Linked DNA regions of Urocitellus parryii: region 2 is linked to region 1. The links are chromatin contacts, called in public Hi-C maps. All regions are on one chromosome and are shown on one strand. Each heading gives the region's core, a stretch centred on a gene start, on an enhancer-like site or on the middle of the called end of the contact. The rest is flanking DNA. Distances are from core to core; before and after follow the strand shown.

Region 1 (4,408 bases), core at 842-3,341:
GTACCAACAATACTGAGCTACATCCCTAGAACCCTTTCATAACTTTAATGACAGTGTACATTTCATCATATTTAACTTATAAATAATTCTATATTGTAGTATGCTTAAGTTGTTTACAGGTTTTCTCTGTGTTAAACGAACATTCCTACAGCTAATTTCTACAATCAGGAACATTATGCAATTTAAATTTTCCTGTTAGGGCTGGGGATGTAGTTTAGTGGTGGAGCTCTTGCCTATCTTTTAAAGGCCCTGGGTTTGATATCTGCCTCTGGAAAAAAATTCTGATGCCATTAGGTATAGTAACACATCTGTAGTCCTATGATAGCTTGAGCCCAGGATTTAAAAATTTTTTTTAATTTTAATTTGTTTTATACAACAACAGAATACATTACAATTCATATTATGCACAGAAAGCACAATTTTTTCATATCTCTGGTTGTACACCCAGAATTAAAAAAACAAAATTTAGTCGTAGATGGACACAATACCTTTTATTTATTTTATGTGGTGCTGAGGATGGAACCCAGTGCCTCATGAATGCAAGGCAAGTCCTCTACCACTGAGCCACCACCCCAGCCCTTGAGCCCAGGATTTTGAGGATAGCCTTGGCAAGGTAGCAAGAACCCTTCTCAAAACAAAAATAGAAACAGTCTTCTCTAAATGATAGTACTAAAAATAAAATTGTTGCCTATTGCCTAATTTGAGAATTTTTACTGCAATCATTGAGTCCGTTTACCTAAATTTCTTATTTATAACAACTTTTAAGTTTCTTGGTTCAAATTTTGATCACTGTAAGTGAATTTAGGTGGGGGGCTTAACAATAAGGGGACTGAACCAAGGGCAATCTACCACTGAGTCACATTTCCAACCTTTTTTGTAGGGTCTCCCTGCGTTGCTGAGGCTGGCAACTTGTGATCCTCCTGTCTCATCCTTTTGAGCCACTGCTCTTGTTTATGGATCTTAATACAAAAATTCTCAACAAAAAACTAGCAAACCAGGGGCTGGGGTTGTGGCTCAGTGGTAGAACGCTCGCCTAGCATGCATGAGGCACTGGGTTCGGTCCTCAGCACCACGTAAAAATAAAGGCATTGTGTCCAACTACAACTAAAATAATAATAATAATAAAACTAGCAAACTAGATTCAGCATTGTTAACAGTCTTATACAACAATACCCACCTCTTTTCACTCGTTTTATGGTTCTTACTAGTGGTGCCGGGTGTGTGGGGTTGTCATTTAGCAATCAGACAAGACAATAATGAAGTTAGAGGTTGCCTGAGTCACTCTGGCAACACCTTAGATCCAGTCAGTCTTGGCTAGCCCACCTGACCCACCAGCATCTGCTGCTCAAAAACAGTTTGCAAGATGGCCCACACCTAAATTCCAGCTACAAGGAATTAAAATTAAAAGGGCCTCAAATTTTAAAGGGCCAGAGATGTGGCTCGGTGGTTGAATGACCTGGACTCGATAACCAGAAAGAGAAAAAAGAAAAAAAAAAAAAAAAACAAGATCAGGATGAGGCAGCTAGGTTCCACGGGCAGGTCAAGAGCAGGGCAGGGCAACACCGCCGCCACCCGGCAGGCCCCAGCCCGCCGCTAATCTAGCGCCTTCTTCGCATCACCACTGCCTGACTCAGGGAGGCTTTGGGGTTCCCCTCTCTGAAACCCAAGCTCCGCGAAGGCAGATCTGGGGTGTGTGTCTGTGTGTAATTACTACTATCTGCGGTACTGCGGACCGAGCCCGGGATCGCTGCTAGTCACAGCGGGGTGAGCCTCGCGGCCCGGGGAAGTCACGCCGGGCCCGCTCCGGACCGTAAACGCACGGCGGCACGCAGAGGGGCTGTCGTGACGGACACGAGGCGCTCATGCCGCGCGACCTTAGCGGGGTCACACGGACACGCGGCTTCCTTGCGCTTGTCTCCTGAATCCATTCTCGAAACCCTCGCGAGGAACCCAAGGCCGTCGCCTCTCTGCTCGCGCCCAACACGCCCCGCAACAATTTCCGGTCTCCCAGAGCGCCGGCGCCCGCTCATGACGTCACTGCGCTGCCAAACCGTAGTGACGTCTTGCTCTTCCGGTGACCTTCAGGGCCCGTGGACGTCGGCGCCCGGCCCCCGCCTACGCGCTGATTGGTTGCGCCCCGGGCAGCCCCATCCCCAGCTTCCGCTAGCCTTCGGAGGTGGTCACCTGCGCACTGCATTTCGCCTTCTGGACACCGAGCCGTCGGGAACTTACCATGCCGCGTGGAAGCCGGAGCCGCACTTCGCGCGTGGCTCCCCCAGCCAGGTGAGGCTCCGCGGGGCGCGAGGCCCCCGCCTGGACGCCCGGCTGCTGGCTGCGGGACGCGGGGTCGCGGGGCGGGCGGGTTAGGGTGCGGGGAGCGCAGGACACGGGGTCTCCTGTTGTGGTGCGGGACTCGCCGGTGCGGCTGTCACGCCGGGGCGGGAGCTCCCCCGGGCGCTCCGCGGCAGGGACTTGCGGGGAGGGGACCCGAAGGCTCCGAGGGCCTGACCTGAGCTAAAGGTGGCGCAGCGGTGTTTGACGCTCCGGTGGGAATGCTGGGAGCGCCGGTGGCCGCGGGTGGGAGCCCCGGTACGTGCTGCAGCCCGGCAGTCGCCGGCGCTGGCCGCCTTCCAGTCCAAAACGAGATGCCAGCCCAAACTTCTCCCCAGCCGAGTCTCCTGTGGTTTGAGGAAGGGTCTCGCCGTGTTGCCCAGGTTGCTCCCGCACTCGTCCCGAGCGACCCTCGGGTTCGGTTTCCTGGGGACAGCCCAGGGCTAGAGCCTTCCAATGTAGCTGGCACGGTGAGGCTCTCTTTGGTTCTACTGAGATTCTGATATCCCCCAACATAGCCTCTCTAAAGAAATTTTCTCCTGGCCAGGCACCTGTAATCCCAGCGACTCTGGGGGCTGAGGCAGGAGGATGGCAAGTTAAAGGCCAGCTTCAGCAATTTAGCAAGTTTGGAAGTAAAGAATAAAGCACCCCCCCCCCCGATTCAATCCCCAGTGCAAACAAAAGAAAATGAATTTATTCCTTAATATTTAATATAACTTAATTTTTTTTAGCCCACTGTATCAAAAGGCATCATGACATTTTAAATTATATGAAGTAATTCTTGGAAGTTTCAGTAGAACTTAAGCTCCACCAAGGCAGAGGTTTTTGCCTCTGTTATATTCCCAGCCTCTGCAATACTGCTGCCTAATGTTTGAGTAGATGAATTCTAGGTTTTTTTCTTCCTTCATTGTCTTTTCTTGGTGGCACCAAAGACTGATGCAGGTGCTTTAGTGCTGAGCTTCCCCGCCCTTTTACTTTTTTCATTATGAATGTTGGAATAAATGTGTTTTGAAAAGATTCTGTGACCTATATGAAAACTTTGAAATGGTTGCAGGAGTGGGGATGGGAAGAGAGTTCATTTTTAAGTTGACAGTTCACAAAACCAGTTAGAAGTACTTCATCCTTGTTCCTTGTTCCTTTTTCTCACAGCCGGGCCCCTCAGATGAGGGCTGCACCCAGGCCAGCACCAGCAGCTCAGCCACCAGCTGCAGCCCCACCATCTGCAGTGGGGTCTCCTGCTGCAGCACCCCGGCAGCCAGGTCTGATGGCCCAGATGGCAACCACTGCAGCTGGTGTGGCAGTGGGCTCTGCTGTTGGGCACACACTGGGCCATGCCATCACTGGAGGCTTCAGTGGAGGAGAGCCCGCAAAGCCTGATATCACTTACCAGGTATGTTTGGAGAAAATATAATTGTTTATAAGTTCTTTATGCCTAGGAATTGTCTTTAAGGTTAGAATCTACAATACCATTAATAGAAAGTGTGTTGTCAAAAGCCCTATTAGTGATTCAGACCAACACCAACAAGTACTGTATAAATTGTGTTTCTTCCCAAGGTGTACAGTTGGGACAGTCCAGCCTGACTCCCTGTAAAATAGCCATTTTCCCCTTCAAATATTTAATCTCAATGATTTTTCTTATTAATCTAATCTCAATATTAAGTAATCAAAAATTTGCTTTGTGATCCCTTGCCTGATATTTTCCAGCACCTCTCTGAAGTGTGTGGATTTTCTTTACTAATGAATACAAGTTGGGACTCTATAATTCTGGTGTTCTTGAAACTCACCCCTATTTTTCCCATAGTAGTCCCATTTTTCCTCCATCGAGTTTCATTGGAACTTTCTTTCTTTCTTTTTTTTTTGCCTGTGTGGGTATTGTACTGGGCTACCTCCCCGGTATGTTTTATTTGTATTCTGTTCATTTAGTAGGGCCTCACACATGCTGGGCAGATGTTTTATCACTGAACTGTAACCACAGCCCCATTTAATCTTGATGTGCCCAGATAACCATTCTGCCTTATTTGCTTTTGTGTTCATGAAACTTTCTTATTGCAGCTGAAGTTTTATTAAAATTCACTTG
Region 2 (4,563 bases), core at 1,522-4,021, 150 kb before region 1:
CAGACTTTAGAAGTTATTCTTAGATCTTGTAAAATAACCTTTAATATCTAAAGTTTCTATTATTCTAATTGCTTGTTGTACTCGATAATTATTGTCCAGGTACCAATGTTAAAATACCAATTGACATCATCCTACACCAGCCTACGGCAAACTCAGTAATTTGGGAAGCTGAAGCAGGAGGATCTCAAATTTGAGAAAAGCTGCCCCAATTTGGTGAGACCCTGTTTAAAAAAAAAAAATTTTAAAGGGTTGAGGGTGTAACACAGCATAGAGCTTCCCTATGTTCAATCCCTTGTATGAAAATAATAATAATAAATAATAATAAGTAAAACAAATAAACAAAAAACCACTGTCCACCCAGAGGATGAAAATTGGCAGTTCCTTTCCCCTATGCACGTACGACTGTGAGTTAAAGCCCACAACTCTGTTGGTTCTCTTTCCAAACACGGGTCTGAGAGTGTTGGAGGGGCACCGTGGATTTCGAGGGGTAACACAATACTTGGAATCTGATCGGGTTGACATTCCACCTGTGCTCCTCACCAGCTCTGTGGTGTCAGCCAATTTACAGGCCACTTGGGTCTGGGTTAGCATGCTTGGAGAGTGGGAGTAACAACAGTAACCTCCTGGTCAGGCTGCAGCAGGGGGCTGGTATGCTGGATTACAACTCCCTCCTCTCCACTGCGGGTTCAGTGCTGGCTGGAAGGGACCCCAGGGAGGCTGGGTTTCAACAGGTGCTTCCAGGATCACCAGACAGGAGAAAGGGATGCCAGAGCCAGGGCTCCTCTCAGGACTTTCTGCTATTTACATATCATTCATCAAAATGGTCACACGGCCACCCCGATATCAAAGAGCGAAAGCATGCAATACTACCTTGGGCCTAAATGGGAAGAAAGTAAATACCTGGTGAACAGCACTAGCATGGTTAGCAATTATAATTCAATTTTAAAAGTGGGTAGAGGAACCAATAAAAAAAAAAATTCAGGCTGTGGCTGTGGCTCTGCAGTAGCACACTTGCCTGGCATGTGTGAGGCACTGGGTTTGATTCTCAGCACCACATAAAAATAAATAAATAAAACAAAGGTCTATCAACAACTAAAAAAATTCAAAAAATAAAAACGAAAAATGGAGAAAGAAAGAATGGATTTGAATTTTTTAAAAATGTTTATTTTGTAGTTGTACACAATAGTTTTATTTTGTTTATTCATTTTTATGTGGTGCTGAGGATCGAACCCAGGGCGTTGCATGTGCCAGGTGAGTGCTCTACCACTGAGCCACAACCCCATTCATGGATTTGAATTTTAAGAATCACAGAATTGCAAAATAGGCTCACTGATCTGGGGAAATTTCATAGAGGGCATGGGAAGGCCACTGGAGGGACGAGTGGAATGGCGTTGTTATGTCTGGGTGTCCACTTGGGGTCCAGGTTCTTGGGGATGTGAAAAAAGAATTGAGCAAGACACAGAAGGAATAAGCCAAGTGCACTTCATGGAGGGGAAGGAGGAAGTAGCACTCCATAAGGCAGGTGCAGTGGCCCACAGGGGCTCACCGCCCGAAACCCTGGTCTTTTATGCTCTCTTCCCTGTGGGGACAGAATTGAGGACCTTACCCCATCTGCTCCCACTGGTTACCTTGTGACGCCTGATTACAAGTGACCGGTTTCTGAATACCCAACCTGAGGCAGGAAGTATCACAGCGATAGGACTTGTAAACAGGGACATGACCCACCTCCAGCTTGTACCCTGCCTCTGCCATCTTGGAGTCCTGCTTCAGTATCTGGGATTTATCTTTACTGAGCCAGATGGAGGGTCTGGGGTCAGTGGTCGGTATCTGGGAAAGGATTTGTCTAGGGAAGGATCAATGCTTTGGCCTCTTCCCAGAGAGTGTCATTTCAGACTCGATGGATATCTCCTCCTGGGGACCTGTCTTGTCACTGGGGAAGATTGTACTAGGAAAGGATCAATGTATTGCCTTCTGCCTCATTCCCTGTCCCTGGGCCATACTGTTTGGAGTTTGTCATTTTCCATATCCAACACATAAATAAAAGCACATTCTGAAAACAAATTTAGTAAGTAAGTACCTATTAAGTGGACTGACAGCACTCTGTAAGAACTCAGGCCTGGAAAAAGATCTGGAGGTGAAGGTTGGGGAGTTCACGGGTTTTTGGATTTAAAGCCTCAGTCCCTTTTTCCTTCCCTTTAGGTTCTTTCTACCTGTCCTGTTTCTTCTACCCTATTTGGGCTTAGTGGTTGAACACTTGCTTGGCATGTCTGACGCCCTGGGTTTATACCCAGAAAACTGTATTTATTTTGCCTCATATTCTGCTTATTTCACATTGCAAGCATTCGGAGGACTGTTCATCCTTTGTTGGCTTCTACATTTTCACTCTTCTGGGAACTGCACTTTCAGCATCAAAGTCCAGCTCAGAAGGCTGCTGTGGTGACCTGAAGTCAGAACAAACACACGGAAACCTTGTGCGATTGGGCCGGCTGGGTCCAGGCCCCAGGGCGGGCAATGATCTCCCGCCTGCTGGGTTCAGCCCCAGGTTGGGCGAGGACCCCGCGTTGGGTCCCGCCCAGGAGTTGGGCAGTGACCTTGCCTAGGGTCCCTGCTCCGAGGAGGGCAGTGACCTCGCAGACACCAGGCCTGGGATTGGGCAGCGTCCTTGCAGGCACCCGGCCTTCCGCAGGGGGCGCCGGGGAGCTGCCTCGGCTCCGGGCGCGCGCCCCGGACCCGCACGCGCGGGCGGTCTCTCGGGGCCACGTGATGCCCTGGTCCGGCAGACGGCGGGCGCCGCGGAGCCATGGGCTGGAGGCTGGCGCGCGGCTGGGCGCTGGGCCCGCTGCTCTGGGGCTGCGCGCTAGCGCTGCAGGGCGGGATGCTGTACCCGCGCGAGAGCCCGTCGCGCGAGCGCAAGGACCTGGACGGGCTCTGGAGCTTCCGCGCCGACCTCTCCGACGGCCGGCGCCTGGGCTTTGAGCAGCAGTGGTACCGGCGGCCGCTGCGCGAGGTGCGCGCTGCACGGCGGGGCTGCGGTCCGTCGCGGGGTCTGCGAGCCGGGGGCCGCGGCGGCGCAGGGCGGGCGGGCTCGCCCCAGCGGCGGGCGTTGCCGAGCGGTGTCCGCGGCTCAGAGCGCAGCGGGGCGCCGCAGGGGCCAGCCTGGTCTTCTGGGGCCACCTTGGCCCAGACAAGAGGGACCGTGGCTTCCAGCGCTCAGGGAGAGTACGGGTGCTGGCCCCCCCAACACCAGGACCCCTGCCCAGCTCCCCGGCCGCGTGCGGATGCGCAGACGGGGCCAGCAGGGCGCCCGCGCCTTCCTCTCCCTTTCCCACTTCGCTCAGCAGAGGAGGAAGTGAGGAGCCGGCCTGCCGCCAGCATTACCGACCAGTCCAGGGGCCCGGCCCTGCCGGCCTTCCTCTCTTGTCTGCCGGTCATCTGCCTCTGAGTCAGGGGGTGGCCCTTCCTGCCCCTGGCCGAGCTGACCCCTGGCTCACCCTGATCCATGGAGATCTTGGCCCTGGTGCTCTCTGCCCTGAGGAAGCTCTTCTGACCACCACGGTCTCCCCACAAACCATACTGGCATTGCTGAGGCCAGCAAGTGATCCAATTGTTCATAGTCCCTTTTGTGTGTCAGAGCTGTGCCAGGTGTTGGGGAGTGTGGCAGTGCAGGACGGTGGGCCTAGGGCCTAGGGCCTAGGGGACTGGACCTGACCTGACTCTTCTCTCCCAGTCGGGGCCCACCCTGGACATGCCAGTCCCCTCCAGCTTCAACGACGTGGGCCAAGATGCACAGCTTCGGAGCTTTGTTGGCTGGGTGTGGTACGAACGGGAGGCAGTCCTGCCTCAGCGGTGGACCCAAGACCTGAGCACAAGAGTGGTGCTGAGGATTGGCAGCGCCCACTACTATGCCATTGTGGTCAGTGCAGGGGGCAGCAGGCAGGGGGTGGGCAGTCATGCTGCTGAGCATGCCTGGGGTTGCCTGGCTCCCAACTGTCACCTGATAGCCCACCGTCTGGATGGAACAGTAGGGGGACATTCATGCCCCAGTGTGGGGTCTGAGCTGCAGGTGGGACACATTGCCTAATCTCCTTTGGCTCTCCCCTCCTCTCACCAGGCTGGTGTGGCAGGGGGCTTCTGGCAGGCCCCTTGGCCCCTACATGTGGGTCCTTATGTGAGGGAGAACCTGAGACTGCAGGGCCCCCTCTTTAAGCTCTGGCCTGGTGGCCCTCCTTGTGTCTGCAGTGGGTGAACGGGGTCCATGTGGCAGAGCATGAGGGGGGCCACCTCCCCTTCGAGGCTGACATCAGCAAGCTGGTGCAGAGTGGGCCCCTGTCCTCTTGCCGCATTACCATCGCCATCAACAACACACTCACCCCCCACACCCTGCCGCCAGGGACCATCCTCTACAAGACCGATACCTCCAAGTGAGCAGCAGCCTGTCCCCTGGTCCCCCTCCCACCTGCCCAGAGGTCTTCCTGCTGGGAACAGGGTGGCTTTTGCAGAATTAAGGCTTTAGATCTGGGGAGGCCAGGGAGATGTGAGTTGAGGTCAGAGGATCCAGAGCAA

The links. A called contact is a pair of places that touch in the nucleus more often than the background predicts.
Region 2: a Hi-C map of muscle shows a contact between it and region 1, with 4 times the contacts expected there. The contact joins the promoter of Gusb here to the promoter of Chchd2 in region 1. A contact is called at or near these places in 2 of 2 Hi-C or Micro-C datasets (liver and muscle).

Annotation. Positions count from the first base shown.
Region 1 is chr9:22,336,523-22,340,930 of mUroPar1.hap1, reverse strand. It overlaps Chchd2 (coiled-coil-helix-coiled-coil-helix domain containing 2), which reads left to right and starts at 2,091. Exons shown (of 4, transcript XM_026400404.2): 1 at 2,091-2,283; 2 at 3,481-3,721. The coding sequence starts at 2,234.
Region 2 is chr9:22,482,120-22,486,682 of mUroPar1.hap1, reverse strand. It overlaps Gusb (glucuronidase beta), which reads left to right and starts at 2,771. Exons shown (of 12, transcript XM_026400458.2): 1 at 2,771-3,007; 2 at 3,728-3,913; 3 at 4,240-4,421. The coding sequence starts at 2,801.